Linked DNA regions of Anas platyrhynchos: region 2 is linked to region 1. The links are chromatin contacts, called in public Hi-C maps. All regions are on one chromosome and are shown on one strand. The core of a region is the stretch at or near the end of the contact, and the rest is flanking DNA. Distances in the headings are between cores, read along the strand shown.

The links. A called contact is a pair of places that touch in the nucleus more often than the background predicts.
Region 2: a contact with region 1 is called in a Hi-C map of subcutaneous adipose tissue, with 2.3 times the contacts expected there. The contact joins the promoter of GLYCTK here to the enhancer-like site in region 1. A contact is called at or near these places in 2 of 8 Hi-C or Micro-C datasets (skeletal muscle and subcutaneous adipose tissue).

Annotation. Positions count from the first base shown.
Region 1 is chr13:12,773,514-12,780,086 of IASCAAS_PekinDuck_T2T, reverse strand. All of the region lies in intron 1 of LOC119718254 (a long non-coding RNA gene), which reads left to right. LOC113845068 (a long non-coding RNA gene) reads left to right here. Exons shown (of 2, transcript XR_003500301.3): 2 at 1-6,573. Among named protein-coding and RNA genes, the nearest start is that of ASB14, 17 kb to the right of the region's middle. Within about 2 kb of position 3,161, at least 5 of the 8 cell types and tissues checked have an H3K27ac peak or open chromatin away from gene starts, as enhancers often do.
Region 2 is chr13:12,862,988-12,869,560 of IASCAAS_PekinDuck_T2T, reverse strand. It overlaps GLYCTK (glycerate kinase), which reads right to left and starts at 4,178. Exons shown (of 7, transcript XM_027467789.3): 1 at 4,072-4,178; 2 at 2,945-3,121; 3 at 642-689. It overlaps WDR82 (WD repeat domain 82), which reads left to right and starts at 4,251. Exons shown (of 9, transcript XM_027467794.3): 1 at 4,251-4,661. The coding sequence starts at 4,501.

The DNA of each region.
Region 1 (6,573 bases), core at 1,912-4,411:
AAAAGATCTGGTACAATGGATCAAGGTACAGTGATAGAGAAGAACGCACTTGGTCTTGATAGGGCTTGCTTTATCTGCCAGGCACATTGCAGACCTGACATTGAGCTGAGAGGCAGTGGCAAAGGAATGTGTCTGCTCTCCAAGAGGGAGGGAACCTGACCAAGAGATACAGGGCTGCTTGGCTTGTAGTGGAAAGGAAATTGCTCTGAGGTGCTGCAGGGGACGGTGACTTCTCCTGCACCTTAGCAGGAGCACGTCTCAAACCGAAGACAGTGACAGCACTGCTCTTTGACTTCTCCATCTTCCTGTGACAATCAGCTCCTGCTTTCCCATCTGTGCTTTCCCAGGAGAAAAAGGAATGAGTCAGTTCCTGAAGGCAGAGTTAGGAGAGGTGGCTGCAATCTCTGGGTCCCGGTGCTCCACCCCGAAGGCTTTGTCCTGCTGGCAGGTACTGCACATTGCTTGCTGTTCCTTGGCTTGTGTAAACACTCGGGGAACTTCAGCCTTGCAGCAAACTTAAATTGCTGAGGAGTTTCTGGATGTGCAGTGAAAGCCAAAAGTTCAATATAGACCCTTTTCAAGGGTTTGAACACGTAAGGAATGGGCTTGTTGGTTGAATCACTGTTGCGCATTGGAGATTGAAATTAATTGAAACTCTCTGCTCCTCTCATTTCCCAGTACTCATACTATTAAAGCTCTATTGCAGTGCAGTCCAGTGGGTTTTGAAGGACCCAGGTGTAGAAATAAAGCGTTCTGTATGGGAAATGTTTGTGCTGCTGCCGGTGAATCTCCCTCTGTTGCCAAGCTCTTAATTTTCTGGCATGATAGTGGCAAGTCTGTTTTTAGCACTGTTTCCGAGCTCAGCTGGTGCTTAGGACAGGCTGCTTCTCTGCATCACTCCTGCTGACATGAAGAGGGTTCATGATACACAAATGCTTGCTGTGATGTGTTTCAGCATGGGAAACTTCTCTCCTTGCTCATTAGAAGGGTTTGCAACCCTTTTGCAAAGCTAGTTTGTTACAGGGGAGCTTTTTCAGCTCCAGATCTTGGGGCATACGGGGAGTCCTTGTTCGCAGGTCTTTAGGTTCTGGCCTGAAAGAATTTTATCAGCGTTGTGCCAGTGCCCAGAGCATTGGGTCAATATAGCCTGTGTCAAAGACATACAGCTGGCTCAGCAAGAGCTGCTGCCAGCTCTTCGAACCCAGGGAGGGTATTTTGGGGCAAGCTTCCTCATGCACCCCCTTCCCCTTCTTGTCTAATATAAGGCCAAACATATTCCTCCTGGTTAAACTCCTCTGAGGCTGGAAAAGTCAAAGCGGGAAGGTCACAACACAGCCAGTCCTCAGGAGAAAGTGCTCTGAAAGGTGGGAGCGCTCCGAAAGGTCGGAGCTTCATCCTGGTATGCTGGGCTCCTCTAAAGGACTGATCTGCAGCTCAGAGTGGGGGGAGATGTTGATCTTCCACTAGCTCTTAGGCTTCTCCAGCAGCACAAATATAATCAGTGATGGGGAGACTAGAAATTACAGTGCAGTCCTGCAGTGTTTAGAGGTGGGAGAATTTTGCTTGATTTAAAAAATAAAAATGCAGCCAAGGCTTTTGAGATATTTCTCCAGTGGATCACAAGCTGGCCAACAACTATATGAAAATAATTCTTTCTGTTGCTTGTGCCACCTTTCAAATTGCTGTAGCTTGGTTGTCAGGGAAGGGGATCTACTGTAAAGATACAACACAAACGTCAAAGGAAGGGAAAACACTGTTCTTATAGTGCTGTGACCTTAATGTTCCTGCTTTCCCTTTAGTGGTGATAGCAACACATCCCAGCACAAGCACGTGTTGTTATGGTACCGCTAAGAGAGGGGAAAGAAGCTGCAGGGGAGATGGTTAGGAGGTTGCTACGGAGTTAATGCTCATTTGAGACAAGGCTGCCATGACCTCCTGCTAATAGATGTTCTGTTGAATCTTTCATTTCAGTATGCAAAGGCAGCAAACGCAACAGATGCTTGGTTTTGTTCTGTAGTCTCCCCTGGTTGTGCTGAACTGTTCTTTCCCTCTATGGTGGGCAGAAAGGAGAGCAAACAGCATCCCTAGGTCCTCTGGAGGTGCAAGACCACTGGTGCATAAAGGTTTACAGCAAGGAGCAGGCTTGTGCTCATCTGTGCTCACCTGATCAAACTCAGTGCTCCCAACAGGAGCTCCTGCAGAAAGCTCGACATCCTCCTACCCTCTGTTAATCTGCATGCTGAGGACTCAGGTGGTGCTGGATGGTGCAGCATTACCCACTCTGGCCAGTCCTGTCCCACCAACAGGGTCTCTTCAGTGATGGCCCTGTGAGCAGGGAACTCTTTGCCCCAGAGGTCTCCACTACATTCCTGTGCACTCAGCACACCTTTGCCTGGTGCTGAACTCCGTGCTGTCTGGGTTCATGCATTCGGGAGTTCAGCCAAGTCTGAACTCTGTTCACCCCTGTAGGAAACAACAAAGTTCAGCGACTGAAAGCAGCTGCGTGTACTTGGTCAGTGACATCAGCGGAGAGACTCCATTTGCTTAGCAAGCACCTAAATTTAAATAAAACAAACGCCTCTGGAGCCAGTGTTTGGGGCTAGCCTGTAATGTGGAGAAGAAAGGTCTTATTCATGCCACAGAAGGGGGAAACCCATGGACAAAAGAGGTGTATGTATCCAGAAGGAGCAGCTCCACATCTGGGGTCACCTATATTAGGAAATATTTTTAAGGTGGTTTTGATTTACATTCATACAACAGATTTGAAGGTCTTACTTTGCCTTAAGATGCTAGAAACAGTGCAAGTGGTCAGGGACAACTTCACAGGTGACCAGAAAGATGCTAATGAGATTCTGCCCAGATTCAGCTTGCCAGGATTTCTCCCTTCTGAATCTTTCTGCTCCTTTAGGCCAGTTCTGGCAAAAGGCATGTCTGAACTCCCTTCCCTCTATATCTCTTGAATAACTGGCCGAAAGCACCGAGACCTTCACACAAAAAGTGACAGTGTATCCTGCTGGCATTCCAGGGTAAGCTGTATCCCTGTGTCAGGAAGTCTCTGTCCCCTTGTCACCCTTTCCTCGTCATTTGAACTAGATGAATGAGCATGATAAGCTCCCCCAACTCAGTCAACCTTTTCTGGTTATTGCTACAGTCAGCTCATATGACCTTCCTCCCTGTTTTCAAGGTTCTGATAACGAGTTTCTAAGGACAGCCTAGTGACCTTTGGCTGAGCTTCCTCTTCAAACTCTGCTGGCTTTTGCTTCATTGTCTAGTTGTAACCCAGCAGCAAAGATCAGTTCTGATACAGACAGAGCCTTCTCCCCTCTCCTTCCCCCACTTAACCTTCACAGGCCAAATCTCTCCCAGTTTGCTTGAGCAAATTTGCAAGTGGGACAGTGAGAGATTTACTTGAGGTAAAGGTTTTGTCCCACTGTCATTTTTCTTAATTCCCTAAGGAAGGAAGGTAATCAGAAAGGCAGGTGGGAGGGAAAAAAACAAACAAACAAAAAAACACGACTATGGGCTATGAACAAATGGGTTTGGCGCAGATGTGAGGATGAATTCATTAGAAGGAGAGAAAATCTCAAGCAATATCTACCCATGGAAGCAATGGGACCATCACTGCCATCAGCTGAGCTTCCCACCTTGGTAGGCCGAATCTCTTCTGGGGTGTCAAAGCTGTCTGGAGCTGCCTCCTTTCCCAACAGCAATGAGGGAAGTATGCACAGCAAGTCTCAACTACGTTGATCTTTACCTGTGATTTTTGGTTCCTTGTAGCTGCCTGATTAGGCTGCTTAAATCTCTGCTATGGTCTCTGCATGGAAAGTGGCAATAACAGTGCATCTGTCCCATCCCAGCTGCTTGGGTTGACACCCTCCGAAGCATTGCAGGGTTGGTTGCTTGAGCCCCTGTGTCCATCTTCAAGGTGTATTGGGATGGGGCACCAAACAGCCGTGGAAGACAGGATGACCTTGCTCTGAGAGTGCTGCTAGTGACTGGGAGGCCTGGGAGCAGTTGCTGGTTCCACCTTAGATAGAAGGCATTGCCTTGACCAACTCCACTTCTCTTTGTGTCTCCTCTTTACGCTGCAAATATTTCTCCCCATCACTGATCTCATTCAGAACCTCAGCTTTTGCATAAAAAAATGGTTTCACCATGGCTGTTTAAAGCCTAGCACTATCCCCCAGTTGGCATATTCTTAATGATGCAAAAGTATGAACAGAGACTGGCATGTTCAGTATTTTAAGTATTAGTAGGACACGTGAAAAGAGGGGTTTGCAATACTGAAGGTAAACATTCAGTTTAGTTGCCAAACTTAGACCCACTCTAGCAAGAAGTTCAGTGCTTTCTGAACTGGGATTGAAGTCAAAGGTTAGCTGTAATTTCAACCCAACGTGGTTGCCTGCTGCCTTGGATACAACCACCCGTAAACTGTGCTGCCAGCACAGGGCTGTTGGTCACTGTGATAGAGGTAGCAGGTCCTGGGGCTTCTCATCCCGATTCATGGTCATACAAACCACCCCCAGGGAATTGCCATATAATGGTGAGAAAGGAAAGTAGAATTGGAAAGGGTCTGGAACTTGTTTCTATCCCTTGTATTTACACCCCTGGCTTCCTCATTTTCAAGCCCAAAAGCTGTTCCTTTCAGGAGCAGCTGCAGCTCTGTCCTGATTCTGTCTACCACATGTGGACTGTGAACCACCAGAGCCTTGTCTCAGGTACATGTCAGAGGTGGAGGGGCTGCAGAAGAGTCAGAGATTGGGTATGTAGGAGTAGGCTTCAGTGCTTCTCTGAGCCACTGTATACTGCAACAAAGACCATGCTTGATTTTTAACACATGCCACATGGGAAGTCATCCCAGGAAGAAAATCTCATGCCCACTTTCCTTTGTAATGTCATGCTTTAGTTTCTTAGAACATCTTAGATAGCCACCCAAGAAAAAGAGGCCTTAAAAGGTGTTTGGGCCTACTTATCGGAGGCAATGATCTGAAAATGGCATTGCTTCCATTTACCTGTTCATACAGCACCTGCATGTCTCAGTGCCCACAGGAGGACTTTGCTTACTATGGGCTCCTGTTGGTGTTACTGCTAATCAGCCAAGCACATTTCCCTAGAAAATGCTTCCAGTTATATATATATATATATATATAATATATAACAACATATATATTTGTGATATAATAGTGGGGGAGAAAGGCTCTTTAGCTTCAAGAAAAGCAGAAGGATTTTCTTGATTTCTATGAACGTTGTATTCCTAAGTTTCTCCAATGATAGGTTTTGAGTGGCCTTGATGGATTATATGGTCAGCTGTTCCACCTCCGTCGCACTACAGACACTATGGGACACGTCTTCGTTACAGCATTTGTGGGATTAACAGCCTCGTGGACAGCCAGCCCCCTTCAGACAGAAGCTCACTGCGGGAGGACAACGCAATAGGGTAACGTGAGATCTTTATGGTCTGAAACTCAAGACCTAGTCTCGGTCTGATGCCTTCCATGGTAAATATCCACGCCTGCTATCCCAGAAGGGGAGGAAATTACGAGAGGAAAGGCTGAGTTTGTGGGATGTGGTGGTAAGGCAGAGGATGAAGACGCGGACCGCAGTCGCCACCTTGTGACTGCTTGGGCCAGCTCCCAGTTGCTGGATGTAACAGAAACGACACTGAGCCTTATTTTTAGAGTTAAAAGCCTCATTTTAGGTTCCAAAGCCCCCAGTTGGAGGATCTCAATGAGGGACTCATGTTTAGGACCAAAAGCCTTAAACCCTCCTTTCTACTGACCTAAGCCTCATTCTACAGGTCAAGGCCTGAATTTTAGTGTGAAAAGACTCATTTTAGAGTCCAAACACCCATTTTTAGGTCTCAAAGCATCATTTTAGGTTCCAATGCCAAAGCCTCCTTATAAAATCCAAACACACCTTTTTAGCGTCTGAAACCTCATTTTTAGTGCTGAAAACCTCTATTTTTGAACATGAAATAGAATTATCTAAGAATAATCTTAGAATTATCTAAGAATAATTCTTAGAGCTCCAACACCCGATTTTTAGGTACTAAAGCTTTACTTCAATTGTCCAGCCCCCTTTTTGACAGTCCAAACCCTCATTTTCAGGGACCAGAACATCCATTTGGGATACAAAGCCTTCTTTTTATCACCTAAACCCCCATATTCTGGGGCCCACGGTCTCATTTTGGGGGCCCAAAGCCTTATTTTTAGGTTCCACAGCCTTATCTTAAGGTGCAAATCCTCCTTTTCAGAGTTCAAACCTTATTTGAAAGTATAAACCCTCATTTTTAGTGCCCAAAACCTCATTTCAGGGGACAAGGCTTGAATCAGCAACTTTACCTGCACTTTCCTTGCATTCACTTGTTGACCCTGACACTCCTATACAATTTGACATAATATCTCCAGCTAGCGAAGATCTGCCTGGTCAAGCAAAATCTTCAGGGCAGGCAGGCAGGCAGGAAATGTAGAGAGAAGGAAAAAAATCCCAAAATAAATATTAATTGATAATAATACAAATTGATATTGTATTTTCATCTGCAAAAAGTAAGAGACTGTTTTTATTCTTTTGAAA
Region 2 (6,573 bases), core at 2,929-5,428, 88 kb before region 1:
TCTATCATTTGATATATCAAATTTAATTTGCCTGCTGAGCCCTGCTCCAACTCAAACTTGCTGTTCCAGATGGTCCCGAAAGCATCACAAGAAAATTTTCTAGGAGATGCACTGAACCCAGGAGGAAAACAAAGCAGTGAAGGTTTGTTCCAAGTGACTATTTGGGGAGGATTAGATGGCGGATTTTTCAAGACTAATCTCTTTAAATGAAAATTTCAGAATTTGATTAATTTTTTAATCTGCACATGGATTTGCATAAAATTACCGTGCTGCCTCATTCCCACTTTATAAAAGAGAACGTGTCTAGGATGGACCAGCTGCTCACCGGTCTGCTACAAAGAGTCCAGCACACAAGTAGGTGTGCAGGGATGGGGTGCAGAGTCCTTTTGCCCCTAATCACCATGGTGCTCCTTCAGGGTTCACTGGGAAAGAGGAAGATGGTGGACAAAAGAAGTGCCATGAGACCAGCTGCACAGAAAGTTTGCTAGGCAGGCAGGGGAGAAAGTAAGGAGTCTGAGCACCTTTGTTTCAAGAATATGCTGAACTCTGGGGAAAAACCCAGGAGTCCTAATTTCCAATATACATTTTTCTGTATGTTTCTTGGAAAAGAAATCTGGTGCTCTTATGACTGATTTACTCACCACGAGAAGTGTCAACAGGGTTTCTTTGCCTTTGATGAGGAATGTAGCCTAAGGCCAAACACAGAGAAGTAAGTGTTCTGTTCAGCATTTTATATATATAGATCAGTATCATTAGTAAAAAAATTAACTGTATTTGACATATGCATCTTACTAGTTTTTCTAGGTCACACTCCCTTCACTCCCTACATACCTTTTGGAAATGTTTCTCCCTTGCACTGGGGATTGTACGGAAGAAAAATTTTTCACTAAAAAAATCCTTCTGTAGCTCAATGCAGAACGGTCCTACCCTGAAGCCAAGTCCATGCCAAGTCTACTTCCTTTCATGCTGCAATTTCTCAAACTCCCTATTCTGAGTCAACTCGCAATCACAGTTGAGAGTCATTTAAAACCTGGGGAAGGATCATAGTATTCTAGAGAAGGAAAAAAGTTGCCTGCCTTGAGGACTGAAATGGATGAAAAGGGTCAAAATTCAGTACTGCAAAATAAAAGGTCACAGTCTTTGGGACTAACAGCAAAAAAAAATATGAGCTCTTTAGGTGGAAGTAACATGAGGAGAGAGAGCCAGGAATATTAATCAGTCAGGATGACAATTACAGCTGCCCTCTAGGCTGAGACGACAGGCTGTGGGGAAAGTGGAAAGCAGCAGATGTGATCTACCTTGACTTCAGTGAGACTTTTGACACCACACTCATTAGCAAGCTGAAGAAGTTTGGGCTGGGTAAACGCCCTGTTATGCTGGCTGAAAAATAGCTCAGCCACTGGGCTCGGAGCGCAGCCATCAGTGATTCTCTGTCCAGATGACAGCCAGTAATGAACAGGGAAGACCTGGGTCTCTGCTGGGATTTGTGTCGTCCCATTGCTTTATTAGTAACCTGAGGGCACTAAGTATTTAGTAATTAGAACTAATTATATATTCTATATATTATATATGTGTATATATGTATTTTGTATATATAAAACTACAATTAATTAGTTAGCTGGAGGCACAGTTACCAAAGAGTGCTTCTTCAGTAACTTTGTGGCTGACTTAATTTAGGGAAAGCGCTGACATACTGAATAGTGCAAACACCTTCCAGAGGCACCATGATGATAAACTTTAGGTCAGGGCCAACAGAAACCTCACAACGCTCAGCAAGAAGTACGAGGTTTTGCTGCTGAGGCAGGATCTCTGTGTATCAGGACAGGCTGAGAACCAACTTAGAAGCAATCTGCCAGCAGCTACAACTACCTGAAAGGTAGTTATGAAGACAACGGAGATGAAACCTTCTTGGTAGTGGCAGAATGTATTAAATGGCCACAATTTGTGACTCAGGATGTTCACGCTGGATGTGAGCAAAATGTTCTTTACAGTGACCATAGCACAGCTCTGGATCAGGCTGCCCAGAGAAGCTGTGGTCTCTGAGCTAGAAGTCTTTCAGGATTTGGCTGGACAAAGCCATGGTCAAGCTAGCCTTGTGTTGGTGATTGTCTGGCACTGAGCCGGAGGGTAGAGCAGGCAGCTCCAGAGGTCCCTTCCACCACCACTTCTGAGATTATACACAATCTCAGAAGATAATCTCAGAAGTTAATCTCAGAGATAACCGCAGGGACTCCAGAGCATCACGTTTAGCTTCAAGAGCCCATAAAGAGATGCCAAATTGTGGGACACAAGTTCTCTGCACAGGCCTTCAGTCATAACTGTCACCCACTGAGGATCATCGCTCCCAGCAGAGTCCAACAAAAATTTATTCACCTGAGTAGCATTGTTTCCAGAAACATCTCTAGGAAATTAACATCCACCCATCTGAGCAAATGTGAGCGTGGGACTGTTTGTATTGTGCAGGTTACAGTGGTACCTAATATAGAAATGCATAGGTAGAATGACTGCATTTGATCAATATTACTCAAGCAGCAATTAAGCCTTTTTTCTATTAACTAGTTTTGCAAGGGCATCATCCATACTTCCTACCTAATGTGACATTTTGCTAGGAGATCCAATTATCCTGCCAGATAAATTCCAGCTTCGTATAAACTGACAAACTAAGCTCCAATGATTGGGAAGAAAGGCAGAAGAAAGAATAAAAAGGGAGTGACAAAATATCAAATCAACAACCCACGGTGTTATACAACTCTAAAACTTGGCTAAGTATTGTAGGTGTTTTGAAGTAAATTGTCTTATGATGGTATTGGTGAGTCATCTTCTGGGCCCACATGAGATAATCCAGGCTTTCATCATGCAGTTTACAGTGTGCAAGAGGCATGCTGTTCTGAACTTCTCTGAAATCTTTCATTACATTAAAATCGATTGTAGGTTTCAAACTGACCTGTAATGGAGTAGCTGACTCCGAGACCCTCTGAAGTAATGAATGTGTCTTCTTTTGGGTCTCCCTAAGCTCCAGTGTTAAAATCTCGCGTCCATTCCAGAGTAAAGCTCAGTGAATCATTCTGACAGGCCGACCAGATCACAATATGAAGGGGTGAACCAGGCTAGATGTCAAAACCTGTAACGGTGAGCCGTAGGAAACAAGTGGTAAGAGCAAGTTATCTCAGAGAAGACTTTCATTTCACTGACTAAATCACACATGCACGTAAAATAACTGAACGTGTCTGACATGTGAACAGCCCTCTGACAACAGCTCCCAGGCTTACTGTTGTTTGTCCACAAGAGGGCAATCTTATTCTGAAGCAAACCGTTCTGGAGACTACGGAAGGAAAATGCAGTTGACATTTATGAAGTGATTGGGGCTTTGGCGGTGGTGTTTTTTTTTGTTTGTTTGTTTTGGTTTGTGTGTGTTTTTTTTTTTTTTTGTTGTTGTTCTTATTGTTTGTTCTTTTTGTTTGTTTGTTTGTTTTGGTTTGAGTCTAAGTTTCCTGGGGACTGACACAACAAAAGACCTGGTTTTCTTCTAAAATACCCGGGTGCTGGAAATCTTCGTGGTGGTTGGAGATTCTCACCGCTCTTCTCACCTCTCTCTTCTCACCCCAGGAATAACTCTTTGAGGCGTCAGAAGTATAAAAACATGAACAGAAGCTGGCGGCAACATCTGTGATGGCTAAATGACAACCCCAAGGTTCCTGTACCTGGACACCTACCTCACACCCCAGGCTGTCTGCCTTAGAGGTTGTGTTTGCCACTCATGAGCCTGTGGTGCTACGGCACTTGTATTGCTGCGAAGGCCAGTTTGTCGCAGAATTAAATATACTGAGCAATAAAAAAGTGCAATAATAAAACCGAAGATAAAATTTTAAAAGAGAAATCCATCACATTTTCAACGACGGGTTTAAAGAGGACAAACTGCTCTCGGAGATCCAGGAGGCACCCCCCCCCCACAGGCACACACCACAGCCCGCACCAACCCCGACCCCTTAGTGCAGAACCCCCCGGAGGGCAACCACTGCGCTTTTTTTAACCCCCCAAAACCCCATTTCTCCGCTAATTTCCCCCACAAACCAGGAGGGGCCGTGAGGGAGCCGTGAGGGAGCCCCCAGTGCCCGCCAGCCGCGTCCCGCCCGCCACTCTCAAGATGGCCGCCGGGCCCCCCCCCGGTGACCTTCTCATTCCCAGCGGGCTGTGCGCGCGCCCCGCCGTTCTCCCCCAGGGTGCCCCGCGCGCCGCCCCTCCCTCAGGCGTTGCAGCAAGATGGCGGACACAATGAGGGGGAGCCGCCTCGCCGCCGCCTGAAGCGGCCCGGCCCGGCCTGGCCCGGCCCAGCACGGCATAATAAAACCTCAGGGCTCTGCCTGGCCCGGCTCGGCCCGGTAAGGCTCGAACCGGCCCGTATCTCCTCATCGTAACACCGCCGGGCCCGGCCCGGCCCGGCCTGGCCTGGCCCGGCCCGGCCCCGCCCGGCTCCCCCTGAGCGCCGCCGCCCTCAGCGCGATGAAGCTGACGGACAACGTGCTGCGGAGCTTCCGCGTGGCCAAGGTGTTCCGCGAGAATTCCGACAAGATCAACTGCTTCGACTTCAGCCCCAACGGCGAGACCGTCATCTCCAGCAGCGACGACGACTCCATCGTGCTCTACGACTGCCAGGAGGGAAAGTGAGTGACGGGGCCCGGCCCCGCCGGGGGTCCGGGGCTCCCCACGGGCTTCTGCTGCTCCTCGCTTCTTCTTGTGGTGGTTTTAGTTGAGGCTGGGAAGCAGCAGGGTGGCGATACGCGATGGGAGACATTGGGTAAAGGGGTGAAGTGGGGTGAGGAGATGGGAGCGCAGCAGTCTGGTGGGTGTCTCTGTGCCTTATCCCTGCTAGATTGGGGCTGGTAATTAGGCTGGAGCTGGTAATTTCCCAGGTGTGATAGAGAGTTCACTAAATAGCGCTGAAGTTGAGGGGGTTAGAATCCAGTCGCGTTTCCAGGACAACGGATTGTTGCAAGGATGCAAACTGAATTCTCAGGCTTCTTCTGCTGTAAGTCTCGCGCATTAAAACAGTAGCAATCACTGTGAGAAGTGTGTGGATGCCTTGTGTTGATCAGCTTCATATGACTGTTGGGTAAGCAAACTAAAAAGTCAAGAAGCTGCGATGTGTGTTCACCATACTTTACAAAAGCTTGGCGGTATTTTCAGTAAAGCCTAGTGCCCAGGTGGCACCTGGGACTGTTGTGCATAAAGGTGGTTTCCTGTGCTCCGAATGTCTTCTGATAGTTGTATTTTTCTCTGTAAAGCACACTTGAAATGTACATCCCCAAACACTATTCAATGTCAGTTTAATCAAGTAAGATGTTTACTTACTGATACTACTTTATGCAGATGGACTAAGATGTGTTTGTTTCTCCTTGAACAGAATTACCCAGTTTTCTTTCTTTCATGAGATGGTTGTCCTGATTTATAAGTAAAACTCCAGAAATTTGCACAGCCATAGAGATATGGTGCTGCTGTTCAGAAGATAAAAGCATGCAAGCGAGACAAACAATAGTATGCATTAGTAGTTTATGTCTTGGAAAGTAAACAAAAGACATTTGCATTCTGTAAGAGATGGAGCAAATGGATCCAAATGATGTTATTATTCCATTAAAAACTCAATGTTTGGATAATTCAAAGTTCTTAAAAAAAAAAAAAGAAATGGGCATGGTTTTAATGATGGTTTTCAGTAAAAGCTGTAGCAGAGAATGGTGCTGGTCCTGGAACTGCGGATCGGAAGCTAAAGGGAACCTAGATGCCGAGCTGTTTTTTTGATGTACCATGCAATAGCAATGAAAAGTTGGGGGTGATGCAAGGCAAAGCTAAGACTAGAGATTGCATTTTCTCACTGGTACAAATACGCACTTGGCTTCTTTAAATTCTTTTACATTTTGTTTATATGTGCTGCTTGGTTTAGAGACTTAATTTACTGGTGACTTCTTTGTGGGTGGGTGAGTGGGTGAGGGTACAATCAGACTAGGCAGCATCACATCCATGCAGAAAGTGAAAGGAAAACAAGTGTGTGTACTGTAGGAGAGAGAGTGAAAAGGACAGAGAGTGAAAAAGAAGTGTCTGGGAGTAGCAGGTGGTAGATGTGTCAGTGTAACATGTATTTTCTAGTTAGCCAGGTACTCCCAACCCTCCTGCTTTTTCAAGCAAATCAAAGCTTAATGTGGTTGAAATATTGCATCCTGCATATTCTCAATTTTATAGACTGTTTTGACAGGTTTTTTTTATGCCTTTGTTTAGTTTGCTTGATCTTCAGTTGAAACTTGTTGCTGTTCCTGGTCTGATACAGTGAACTTCTACTTGAAATGACTTCATTTTCATTTTTGTAAGAGTAGGTGATGTTGTATGGATGGTTTTTGCCATGGGTTGCATTCTAGATCCTAATTATATACAACAGTAGAAGGTTTGAGTGATGTTAATGTAGATACTATCGATTGCTTTTCCCCTTTCAAACCTGTAAAGAATAGTTTGATGGGTTGGGAGGCATTTGGTGCTTTCATGTCCATCTAGTAATGATACATGCTTTACAGTGAGAGGGTTTGCTTT